Linked DNA regions of Sus scrofa: region 2 is linked to region 1. A link is a contact called in public promoter capture Hi-C data. All regions are on one chromosome and are shown on one strand. Each heading gives the region's core, a stretch centred on a gene start, on an enhancer-like site or on the middle of the called end of the contact. The rest is flanking DNA. Distances are from core to core; before and after follow the strand shown.

Region 1 (6,580 bases), core at 3,842-6,341:
AATAAAACCAGTAAAAAAAAATAATTTTTCTTACGTATGTTTACCTCTCAAATACTTTAGTTTGGGAAATATTCATACTCTTAGCCCACAAGATTACTTTTAGAGTTTGAAAGGTGACAGATAAAAACCAAAAAAGGAATTCGGTCATTGTCAAAATAAAATGAATACGAACACTGACCACAACAACTCTCTACTCAATCCAATAAATTAAACCACTTCAGTCGAGCTCAGCTCACTTGCATTTTTAAAACCATTTTTCTCCAGCTTCATAACTGGACTGAACATCGCTCCACACCAGGGGGGAGATAAGCGTGTTGGAAAGATGGCAATGAATGAAACACTTCAGCGCTGGAAGGAATTGTCAGGAGGTGCTCTGGTGCCCGCAGTTTACAAAGAAGGAAATTGAAGCCCAAACTGAGTCACCTGATCAAATGACTTGACCAAAGTCACGTTCCTCGGATGACCCATTCATTCATTCATCCATTCTGTTACAGTCATACACCCACAACTACGGACAGCTGCCTAAATATCAGGCTTAGGGCAAGTTGCAGAAAACAAGGAGGGAGGCAGCTTCCACCACTGCCAAGGCAATCTTTCCCCCCACTTTTTAAAAAAAAAAATTGTTTTAAACTTTGGCCACGGCATGCAGAAGTTGCCAGGCCAAGGATCGAACCTTGTAATCCAAGCAGCTGCAGTGACAACACTGGGTCTTGAACCCACAGAGCCACAGGAGAACGCCTCCCCTTGTCTTCTTAAAATCATTCCTGAAAAAGTCCTAATCTGCAAGATCTCCTAGCAGAGTTCCACAGCCTTCGTAGAATCCGGCCCACTTTCAGTTTCACACATTTCAGTAAACACAGTTGGCCTCTATTGTGTTTATTTTAAGTGATGAAGTGTTTACTTTAAGTGATTAAAAGTTAACAAAGACAAGCACATTATTCTGAATGAGTCCCTCTCCAATACATTTAGAGCTTAAGGAAGTGCCATCAGAAAATGCCCTAAATACACAAATAAGTTCACAGAGAGGACAGCTGACAAAATCAGAGTGATCTGAGGTATCGATAGAGATCAGTTAAGTCCAACAGCTCAAGTTTGCCAAGTGCGGAAGGTAAATAGCTCCCATTTCATTCAGCACTGGGTACAGTTTTCTGAGATGCAAGTGTGTTAAAAAGACCTCCAAACTCACGTTCAAGTTCACAACAAATGACCCATATGTCTCAGCCAAGCCTTTGCCCTTAAGATGAACTTTCCTTGATTTCTATTTGAGTAAAGGACAATTAGAATAAAAAAAGAGACAAAACCTAAAATTTAATATGCCAGCTAAAGGAAACTCAAATTCTATGTACAAACAAAACAGCAATAGCACAAACTGCACTTTTTTTTTTTTTTAAATAGGATGTGTCCTGTGAACTTACCCATCAACCATAAACCATCCCTCATTTTGCCTGTACGCTTACATTCTCTAATATCATGTCTGGCCCTTAAATGTTTTGCGTATCTCAAGTCACAGTCAACTTTAAGAGAAGTAGGAGGCCACATCGACAAAGCTCTTAAATAAAACAACCCAGAAGTAAGGCACTTTGAAATATTAAACAGCAGCTGTCTGTGCACCCAGTTTCAGGGTTTTATACTAAAATGATCCACAGCTTTTACGGAGCTCACAGCTGTAGGTGACCACGGGGTGAACGCTGATAAAAGAAAGCTTCACTGAGGCCCTCTGAAGGCTGACTTTCCTGAAGCTGTGCGCAGTTCAGGTCGAAAGTGCTGTTGTGTTCTTCTACTTCTCAAACTTCCAGATTTGATTTTTATCTGCAGCATCACACGTTCTCATCTGAACATCAGGTCGGCCCTCAGGTGTCCGGTAAGCACTGAGACACAGCCCCGAGTGGGGATGAAAAATGGTTCCATCTTCTTTAAAATGCCAAATAATGTTGGTTGGAATAGGAGACCCGTCTTTGGGACAATTCTGCATCCCCACGTGATTTTTTTGTTCAGGCACCTCTGCACATAACTCTGTCACGGAATTAAACCTTATTTCTCGGTTTGAAGTATATTCAAAGAATTGGTTGCCTCCTTGGCCGTGGCAGCCAAAGAGTGAAAGGTTAGCACCTGTGGGGTTGTTTTCAGGAGAATTATAATCTAAACATTCAGAAGAGATACCTATACTGCGAATAGCCCCATGCCAGCCTGGCCTGTCCTCTGGAACATGTAAATTCGAAAACACGTTTTTCAAATACCAGTCAAAGCTCTTGCATCCCAGCCGCTCCCGGAGTAATTTTCTTTCGGAAATATCTCCGTAGGCTTCCTTCCGGGCTGGAGGGTTTCGATTGTAGAAATGCTCTTTGTACTCGTCCATCCACACTTCCGCTGCCCGAGCAGTATTCTGCAGGAAGTTGGGCCGAGCATACGGTGCCCGCTTGGGGAATACGTGGCCCACGTGGGAACACGGGTGGATCTCCAGTTTACCTCCACACTGCCACACCCTGAAAGACAGCTCGAGGTTCTCACCTCCCCACACTTCCATCCCAGTGTCATACGTTCCCAGGTACTGAAAGTATTTCTTGCTGACGGCAAACAGTCCTCCAGCCATGGTGGGCGATCGGATAGGGTCAATTCTCGATTTCCGCCGGTCCCTTTCGTGTTTGGGGACAGAATGCCACTGGAATGTTAAACGCCAGTCAAAGCCACCAATCATAGGCTCCCCAGTCTGCATATAGAACTCAAAAGTATTCCAGTCAATGGTGTCTATAACAGGACAAACGATGGCTGTTTCATCTTCAGCAATCCTTTCCAAAAGCGGCTCCAACCAACCCGTATTACACTCACAGTGACAATCCAGGAAAGTAAGGACATCCCCAGTGGCAAAAGTGGCCCCAATCAGACGAGCCCTAACCAGCCCCTCCCGCTTATTTGTTCTAATCAAGCGGACTCTATCGAGATTGCTGATGTAAGTTTCAAGTTGTGTCTTCAAATAAACCCTGTCACTCAAGTCATCGACTAAGATGATCTCCTTCAAAAGGACGGCGGGAGACGTTTCTAACACACTGTGGATGGTGCGGAGCAAAGTCGACCAGGCTTCATTATAGAAAGCGATGACAACAGACGTGGTGGGAAGTCTCCTGTAGTCAAACTTCTTGGATTTGCATTCGTACATTCTTTTATCCTCTATGTGGCGATGCAAGGAAATCCGATCACTGAGGTAAATATTAATGGCATATCTCTCAATGAGTTCTTCCTGCTGCTTCAGCTCACCCTCGTTGAGCTGCAGTTTGCTGCCTTTCCCCCACTCCCCAAGTGCATGAGAATCTGCAGGCGGCTTCTCATACAGCGGGCGAGACAAATCCACTGCTTTTTTCCCAGAGTCTGAGAGCTGTCTTGACCCCCTCTCCCTGGCGAGACCGGCTCCCGCCGAGGCTTGCAAAGTGGAGACGGAGAGTTCCACCAGGAGATAGGCCACCGTTAAGAGCGCCAGCAGCAGGCAGCTTTTGCCTGCCCACGTCCATCTCACGGCCATCCGGATCCTCATGGCTGGGGCACGGACGCAGCCACCAGAGTCACCACGCAGGAGAAAGGCTTCGGACCCGAAGAAGCTTGAGTTCCCGTCTCAGGTGGCAGCGAACTTCCGAGCAGGTCCCTCCGTGCACGTAGACGCTCGACTCCCTTCCAGCCACGGGGGCTTCCCGGGAGTCACCTGGGACCTCCCGGTGGTCGGCCTCCGATGCAGCCCCAGCTCCTCTCTCCCCACTTCCTCCTGCTAGTCTCACAACTTTTCACAAACTCTCCAGCCAACACCCCACCCTCCCAGGGCCGAGGATAAACCCCTCCCCTTCCCACTTACTCCTCCTGGTGGTTGGTTCGCGAAAGTCGTCGGCCAGGCCCAGGCCTAGAGGCGACGCCGCGGGGAGGGCTGGGGGCCGGGGCCGAGAGGACCGAGGTGGCCCCGGTTCCGGCCCATTCTGGCTCCCACTGCGTCTGGGGCCGCTCTCAACACCACCTCCACCATGGGTCCTCAAAGGTCCTCCTGGGGGCCAAGCGTGGACAGGAGGCAAGGGTACCAACCGCTTGAGCGTCTCATCACAAAAAAGAGAAAAACAGAGTAAAACTTACCAAGTTGTTTGCCGTTGGGACTAAAGTCCACGGAAGTGATCGCGGCTTTATGGCCTTTAAAATAACGCTCCAGAACGGGGTCCTCCTGGGAAGGGAAGTTGGCAGATTTTGAAAGCAGGTGCAGACCTTGCCTTGGGGAGGGTCGGGGATCAACGCTGTCCCCTCCCCCGCGGGCCGGCCCGGGCCCGGCCACATCTGCGGCGGGGGTGCGGAGCAGGAGCGCCCCGCGCGGCCCCACGAGGCTACCCCAACGCGGGTGGGCCGAGCTCCAGCTTCCGCGCAGAACCGGCGAAATCCTCCGCTCGCGCTCCCAGGACCGAGCGCGCGCTGGAGACCACCCGGGCAGCGCCGCGGGAATGCACGTTCCGGGGCCCCTCCCGCCGGCACGCAGCCGCAGGTGCGAGGCGGGGCCCGGGCTTCGGTGCTTTAGAAAAACCTCCCAGGTGATTCTGACGCAGGCGCTCCACGGAAACCCTCAGAGAATTCTGGGGGCCGTGGGGCTGCCCGGGCCGTCTGAGCGCCGGGACTCGGGGGGGAGCGCCCGGGAGTCCGGCCAGGGCTCTGCGCGCCGGGTGCGCCAGCGGCGGAGGTTGAGTCGCGGGCGCCCTGGAGCCGGGGGCAAGAGGCTAGCGGCTCGGGAGCCGGCGGAGGACACCTGCCTCCATCTCCCGCCAGGTGCGGGCGCGGTCCTGACCCGGCCCCCCAGCCCGCAGGACCGGCTCCGGGGAGGTGCACCCCAGCCCGTCCTTACCGGGGCGGAGGCCATGGGGGGAGTGGTCGGTTCCCGGCTCCGGCCCGCGGGGGGAACCGGGGGAAGGGAGGGGATGGGGTGGGAAGGGGGACCGTGCGGCGCCCGGAACCGTCTGCCTCGAGCGGCAGCGCCTCCCGGTCACTACAACAACGGCGGCCCAGTCAAACCCCGCGCTCCAGGCTTGGCCAGTCGAGCTCCGAGGCTCCGCCGGCGCGGTAGAGTTGGGCCTCCGCCAGCGGGCAGGCGGGACGCCCCGCCCCTTTCCCCCCGCCCCGGGGGAGGGGGGTGTCAGGTGCCCCCACACTACAAAGCCAACGTTCACTAACACCTGCGCTCCCCGCGGCTGGACGCTGGAAGGAGAGTAGTAACTGGGATGGAAAGGAAACCCAAGGGTGGGAAAGAGGAATGAGCCTGTGATCGATGCAATCAGCGTTCTATTACAAGTTAAAGAGACAGCGCGCGCGAATTTCAGCTTGTTAGGACGCGGGAGGGAGTTTGATCCTAAATGGGCCAGCTTGCTATTTATTAGTATAGGCAAAGGAACTAAAACTTTGAAGGATAGATTTGAATTTACTTCATCATTACTTTTCACACAATGTCTGGCATAATATAAATGTAAATGCTGCGATAAACGTGAATGAATGAATGAATGTTCTTACACCTAATATTTTTCTGCTGTGTGTTTCTATCCCAATCTGCTCCTTTGCGCGTGTGCTTTAGAGCAGTAAATTGAAACAGGAGCATATTTAAAGCCTTTAGGAAGACTGAGAATCATTTTTTGTTTTGTTTAAATTATTGTAACTATAGTAACTATAACCATTTCACATAGTAACCACAGCTATCTCTACAGTAGGCTTTCTTACACATAGTATCATTTGAGCGTCAGCGACACCACGAATTGAGAGTTACAAAATGTAACCGACGTTTACAACTTATAAACTAGATGATTAAATATTTTCTTAAATGTTTTTACATAGAATTGTCAAAGATCACACAAAGGCAGCACTTCTAGTTCCAAATCCATATCCTTTTCTACCCTGCCTGAAAGCGTGACGGACTCAGCTGAAAACTACATTAAAAGATTCTTGGCAGCTTGAGACCATGTAATAGACCGCAGCTGGTAAGATAGCGCTCTATGCAAATGAAAGATGTAATACACACTAGAATTACAGGATCTCTATTTTTCCAGTGACAGGATTATTTTCAGTGAATACCGTATACACCAATTAAGCAAACAGGAAATAGCTTTAGACTACAGTATTAGTTTAAGTATACGTAAGTTGAATATCTCCTGTATATTTGGCCCTGAGAAATACATGAATATGGGGTGGGATCAAGAGCCCTGCAGATGCAATAAGCCCCTTAGGTGATTGTCATGAGAATCTCAGCTGTGTACAATGAGAAACATCGCTCTAGTCTAGGCGACGTGTCCTCTGTCAGTTAAAATATTTAAACCTTTTCTCCAATTATCAAAAAAAAAAAAAATGTTTTCAGCTGAAGAGAAGAAAAAAGAATTACATAGTGCCCTGTCACCTGAAAATTGACTTTTAAAAAACTTATCACCTGCTATGATATGCTCACCACACAGGTACCCTTCTAAGTAGTTTTTTTTTTTTTTTCTTTTTTATGGCCACACCTGCAGCCTATGCAAGTTCCAGGGCCAGGAATTGAATCTGAGCCTCAGTTGTGGCAATGCCAGATCTTTCAACGCACTGCACTGGA
Region 2 (5,805 bases), core at 1,429-3,928, 1.3 Mb before region 1:
TTTTAAAGATTCCATCATGTTTGTAATAAGTTAAGAAAACAACGATTTTATACCTGATCCATGAAATAGGAATTATAGAAAAATCTTTCAAAATAACCAGTATACACATTTTATGGAATATATTAAAGTTAATTCTCTATGGCTCAGTAAATAAATGCAATTCACTATTAAAACACCATAATAATTTTTCCCAAGGCACTTACCAAATTTTGCTTGTTCTTCTCCAGCTTTTTCAACTTCTTCCAAAGCTAACTCTACTTCTTGAGCTTTCATCTAAACATTAAAAAAAAAATTATTTCAGAATGACTTTACACTAGAATGCAAGCACTGAAAATAAAGACTTTAAAATTTGCTATCCCAATACTTAGTTTCTGAAATGCCTCACATAAGGAGACATTCAGCAAATAATTGTTGAATAGATGATTTTCTTATCAAAGGCAATAATTTCTAGATTCCTAACATCTTTGATTCCTCTTTATCACTTAAGACATATCTATTATCACAACTTTTCCATTTTGTAAGGTTTCTTTTACTACCTGCCTCTCTTTTCTCTCCCTTTTTTTTTTTGCGGGGGGGGGGTGGGGGGGGTGGGGACGGTCGTACCCACGGCATATGGAAGATCCCAGGCTAAGGATCAAATCAGAGCTGTAGCTGCCAGCCACAGCCACAGCCAAAGCAACTCAGGATCCGAGCCCCACCCGTGACCTACACTACAGCCCACAGCAACACCAGATCCTTTAACCCACTGAGCAAGGCCAAGGATGGAACCTGTGTCCTCATGGATACTAGTCAGGTTAACCACTGAGCCTCAAAGAGAACTCCTTTTCTCTTCTCATTTTCATTATTCTAACCCATAATTTTATGTTTTACTTCCTTCCAAACAGCTTCACTTCCCTTCACCTTGTCCTTTGAACATAACTAGTTTAACTTCTTAAGGTATGTTTTTGTATCTACCAGTGGTAGCTCAAAATTTTTTAATGGTTATTAATTGCTGACAGCATAAGATATACCTATTCCAAACTACACCAACATTTGTTTCCTCTACAAACTACTGTAAACTTTCTGCATTTATCTCAACGGTAAAGATTATGCCTGTTTTCTATTCCCAGGTTTATATGTATGGTAACCTCCAGCTGTAGAATCTCCTTAATGCTTTACCACTGCCTTACACTTACCTAAAACTACTCATCAGTCTTTGACCTTTATAAGGTCTTCTCACACTTAAATCTCTTCCCCTCCTAACAAATACCAAGAGTAGGCTACCTAACAAATTACATTACATAATTAACACAGGATTTCCCTATGCTTTTTTAAACATACACATTCTGCCTTCCCTATACATTCTTTTAATAACTTGAGAGCAGAAATTAGCTGTTTGGCACCTAAAATTCTTAATCAACATTTGAGGATACCCCATTTTTTAGTGGTTATTTAAATAGCACAAAGTACTTTCACAGAGAGTAACATATATAAGAACAGATTCTTACACTGTAATAGTCAAAGCTATTATTAAAACCTACTGCATACAAACCTTCATTAGTGACTGAGTAATTCTGAAAAGGTGTACCATATTTTCTTGACTTTCACTTTTTAGCTCATTTACCTCCACCTAAATAAAGAGAAAAGCAACTACTTCATATTATATAACCCTTAAGCAAAATAAAAGAACTCTTCCAATTGTACATTTCAGCGATTTCAGGGCCAATGTAGATTAATCGTAGTTATATGTATGTACCTATCCATTATTTACCAATGAAGTACCTTGGATAAGGAAATCAATAAATTATCTGCCAATTCTTCTTGACGAGGCAGCTCATCTGGATCAACTTTCATTATTTCTTTCCAGTTTATATTGGGTGACATCTTGAATTTTGTCACTGTGCCTTACCTTCTGTAATAAAACAAGTATTAGCATTTTCAAGGTAAACAGCATTAATCCTTTTACAATAATTTATAGTTTTTACAGATTACATTATTATAACTCTTTATGGTGTTAGCAAAAAGCTATGGCTCCTTAATTGTTTAACGGATGTCTAAGTAAAGTAGCCTGGATCAAAATTACAGCAGTTGCGACAAATCTTCAGGTATTTTATAGGCTAAATACACCACGACGGCTTCCACGCTTAAATTAATCTAAGTCAGAACTAAGATTTCGAGTCCCCCTCCTCTAAGCCCTCCCTTACCAGCAAGGCGCGGGAACATCTAATGTCGCCAAGAGAGAGGGTGCTTGGAAGTCAGAAATTTACTCCCGATCCGGACAAACAGGACCTAGGAGTGTGTGTGTGTGTGTCTGCTTGTTTTAAAGAGAAAGAGAGGAAATAAATGATTGAAATGAGCGCAGCTGGGTCGAGAAAACCAGGGCTGAAGCGAGAGAAAAGCAGCCAGATTGCGGACCTAAGGCGAAGGAAGGGGCGGGGAAGCACTAGGGCCTTGAGCCTTAAAGATCCTGCGTGGGAAGAGAATCTGCTCGCGCTCACTAGGATCTAGCCACCTACACCTGGCCTGGCGACCAGCTCCCACACCCACCCAAACGAGCCCCGCCGCCACGCCCAACCGCTCTGGCCCCGGGCGGTTCCAATCCCATCGGACGCTGGATCCCGCCAACTCGTGCAGAGCCAGCAACAGCGGCGGCGGCTGCTAGGCGACACCATTCCCCACCCCACCGAGGCCGGAACAAGAGCCCGGATGCCAGCGGCGCCTACATTTCACGACGGTGGGCGATGCTTTACGTTTAGATTCTCCCGCGGGGTCCCGGGACTCTGCGTTAAGAGCGGGGAGAAGGCGTGGGATGCGGACTCCAAGTCCCAGAGTGCAGTTCGGCTGGGCGGCTGGGGCGTCCAGGACCCTGAAGCCTCTGAGAAGTGGAGGTAGGCCGTTCCCGGCGTGCAGCGCGGGAGGCTGCGCCCGCACCCGGGCGGCGGGGGAACCATCCGGAGGCCGGAGGCGGAGCGGCTGAGGCGTGTCTGCGCCGGGGACCTGAACAAGGTAGACCATGACCGTGCCTTCGGTGGCGTCGCTCGCTGGGACGCTCCTCCTGAGGTTTCTCTAAGCCATCCCCTGGTGGGACCGCTCCCAGGTGAGGTCGGGCTGTTGGTCGGCGGCGGGGGAGGCGCCGTCGGGGCGGAGAGAAGCTCCTGCCTTCGGGGGACCGGAGGGCCCGGCCCGGGTCCGAAGAGGTGGGGCGACCCCGCCCTCTCCTTGGGCGTTCGCCGGCGACTCCCCAGGTGGTGCCCTCTATCAGAAGAAAAAGTTTGCCTTCGTGGGCATCAGGATCTGTCTCCGCACAGGGGAGGGAGGGCCGCGATCACGGTTGGAGGGAGAGGGGAGAATGGAGAAGACGGCACCGCATCCTTTGGCCCCGGACCCCTTCCCTGTGGCACCTCACCTTCGCGGATTTCAGGACTTGAGGGTTGAGGAGCTTGTACGGAGAGCGAAGGCTCTAAAGGGGGAGCTTTAGAACTCAGGGTGGAGAGAGGAGGGGCCTCAGGTGCCCCCAGGATGCTGCGGTCACTTGGCTTGGTGACCGAGGATGTCCTTCCGTGTGAACGCCTTCTCAGGTGTTGCCAGCTCTCAGGTGTGTTTAAGTTTTGCTCTTGGGGCCGCTCCCAGCCATTCTGGAGTATAATGCACCATTTCTTAAGAAGCTGTAAACTTGAAATCCAAATGACATTTTCTGCTCTTGAACCAGTGCCTCTCCGTCTTTATCTTTTTTTTTAAGAACTTTATTTTTTCCCCTGTAATTGATACTGAAGTTTACGTTCCAAAGTAATGGATTTCTTTCCAAACGGTTTAGTAGCTATAACTCAAAATGAAAATACATGTAGTGATTTTGTGAGATATGTTTAAACACATTCATCACATTTGTAGGGATGATAAATTTATCTCGTCCTTTACTGAAAGGTGAGACACTTGAACACTGTACTTTAACCTATTAGCCGTGCTGTACGTTGTATCCCCAGAAATTATCTTATAAAGGAAAGTTTGTATCTTTTAACCAGTCTGGTCTTTGTTTCTATCAATTCAGTTTTTTTAGATTCCATAGAAATGAGATCACACAATATTTGTCTTTATCTGAGTTTACTTACCGTTATGCCCTCATGGTCCTTCTTTGCTGCCACGGTGTCACCGGGGGTAAGAGTTCCTTTTTTATGGCTGAATAAAAATACTCCATTGTGTGCATATACTACATTTTCTTTATTCCTTTAGCCATCTATTGAAACTTAGGTTGTTTCCATGAGTCGGCTGCTATAAAGATTGCTAAATGAATAAGTATCTCTTCAAAATAGTGATTTTGTTTTCTTCCTATCTATTCTCTGACGTGGAATTGCCGGGTAGTATCTTAGTTATTTTTGATTTTTTGAGGAACCTGTTTTCTGCGATGGCTGCATCAGTTTACCTTCCCACCAACAGTGCTCACGTGTTCCCTTTTCTCCCCATCCTGACGCTCGTTACCGCTAGTCTTTTTGATGCTAACCATTCTTAACAGGTGTGAAGTAATTGGAAATCTCATTGTAGTTTTGATTTGCGTTTCCTTGATGAATAGGGATGGTAAGCACCTCTTCATGTACCTTTTGGCCTTTCTCTGTCTTCTTTGGGATCAGCTCCTGTGCCCATTTTTTAACCAGATTTTGTTCATTTGCTGTGGAGTTGTGTGAGTTGTTTATATGTGGACTGTTGACCTGTTTTCAGATAGGTTTTTGCAGATATTTCCTCCCATTCCGTAGGTTGCCTTTTCATTTTGTTAATAATTTCCCTTGTTGTGTGGAAGCTTTTCATTTGACATAGGTCCACTTACTTATTTTTGCTTTTGTTGCCTTTGCCTTTGGTTTCAAGTCCAAAAAAAGCATTGCCAAGACCAATGTCAGGAAACTTACCCCCTAGCTTTGCTACTCAGAGTTTATGGTTTTAGGTTTTGTATTCAATTCTGTAATCCATTTTGAGTAGATTTTTGGGAGCATTGTAAGATAGGGGCTCAGTTTCATTCTTTTGCGTGTGGTTCTCCAGCTTTCCCAATAGCATTTATTAAAGAGACTATTCCTTCCCTACTGTATATTCTTGGTTCCTTTATTTCTGGCCTTCTGTTTTGTTCTCTTAGTCTGTGTGTTTGTTTTTATGCCAGTTGCGAACAATTTTGATTAGTATAGCTTTTTCATTATTTCATTTGATCATCATAATAATCCAATAAAATAGCTGCTTATATTGTCCTCATTTTCCAACTAAGTTAAGAAGCTGAGGCTTGGAGAGGCTAGTTACTCTGCTCAAACTTAAATAGTATGACTGAACACAAATCTTTTTGGCTAAAGGACATACTCATAATTGCTGTACTGCCTTTTCAGGCACAGTGGTAACCAGTACTTGTTAAGTGCGTGTTCTTTGGTCTTGCTGTCTATATTAAATATCATCATATTCTAATTATGTAACTTTGTTTACTCAAAAATTTGAATTATATATTCTCCATGTCAGTATTTTTAATGCATGACTTAGCAGGGGAAGGTAGAGATGAAAGCAAATATTTCTGGAGCAATTATTATGTCACTTACTATGCTTAAAACTGTAGTAGTAATCTGTTATTTTTACTTCAGCAGTTTATTTTTCTTCTTGTTTTTTCATTCATTACAACTGTTATTTTCTATTTATTTATTTACTAGTTTCTTTTTGGCTGCATTAATGTTTTCTGCCCTTACTTCCTTTACTTTCTCATGCATATTTGTATTCTCAGGAACTCCATGTTCCTGGCTTTATGATAAGTTTTTTCATTTTTCAGAAATGAAAACAGGTTCGGAGAACCTAAGTAATTTCCTAATA

Evidence for each region. Promoter capture Hi-C pulls out the DNA fragments that hold promoters and counts their contacts.
Region 2: a contact with region 1 is called in a promoter capture Hi-C map of fetal skeletal muscle, with 5 times the contacts expected there. The contact joins the promoter of CEP290 here to the promoter of POC1B in region 1. A contact is called at or near these places in 3 of 5 promoter capture datasets (fetal liver, fetal skeletal muscle and liver), 2 of 47 Hi-C or Micro-C datasets (heart right ventricle and liver) and 2 of 2 datasets of contacts at active chromatin or transcription factors (alveolar macrophages and skeletal muscle).

What each region holds. Positions count from the first base shown.
Region 1 is chr5:93,130,529-93,137,108 of Sscrofa11.1, reverse strand. It overlaps POC1B (POC1 centriolar protein homolog B), which reads right to left and starts at 5,091. Exons shown (of 12, transcript XM_021092774.1): 1 at 4,859-5,091; 2 at 4,108-4,192. The coding sequence starts at 4,873. GALNT4 (polypeptide N-acetylgalactosaminyltransferase 4) reads right to left here and starts at 4,101. Exons shown (of 1, transcript XM_003360733.5): 1 at 1-4,101. The coding sequence starts at 3,526. The coding sequence ends at 1,778.
Region 2 is chr5:94,381,270-94,387,074 of Sscrofa11.1, reverse strand. CEP290 (centrosomal protein of 290 kDa) reads right to left here and starts at 2,678. Exons shown (of 55, transcript XM_021092777.1): 1 at 2,527-2,678; 2 at 1,762-1,891; 3 at 1,532-1,609; 4 at 204-273. The coding sequence starts at 1,863. TMTC3 (transmembrane and TPR repeat-containing protein 3) reads left to right here and starts at 2,809. Exons shown (of 14, transcript XM_021092778.1): 1 at 2,809-3,076.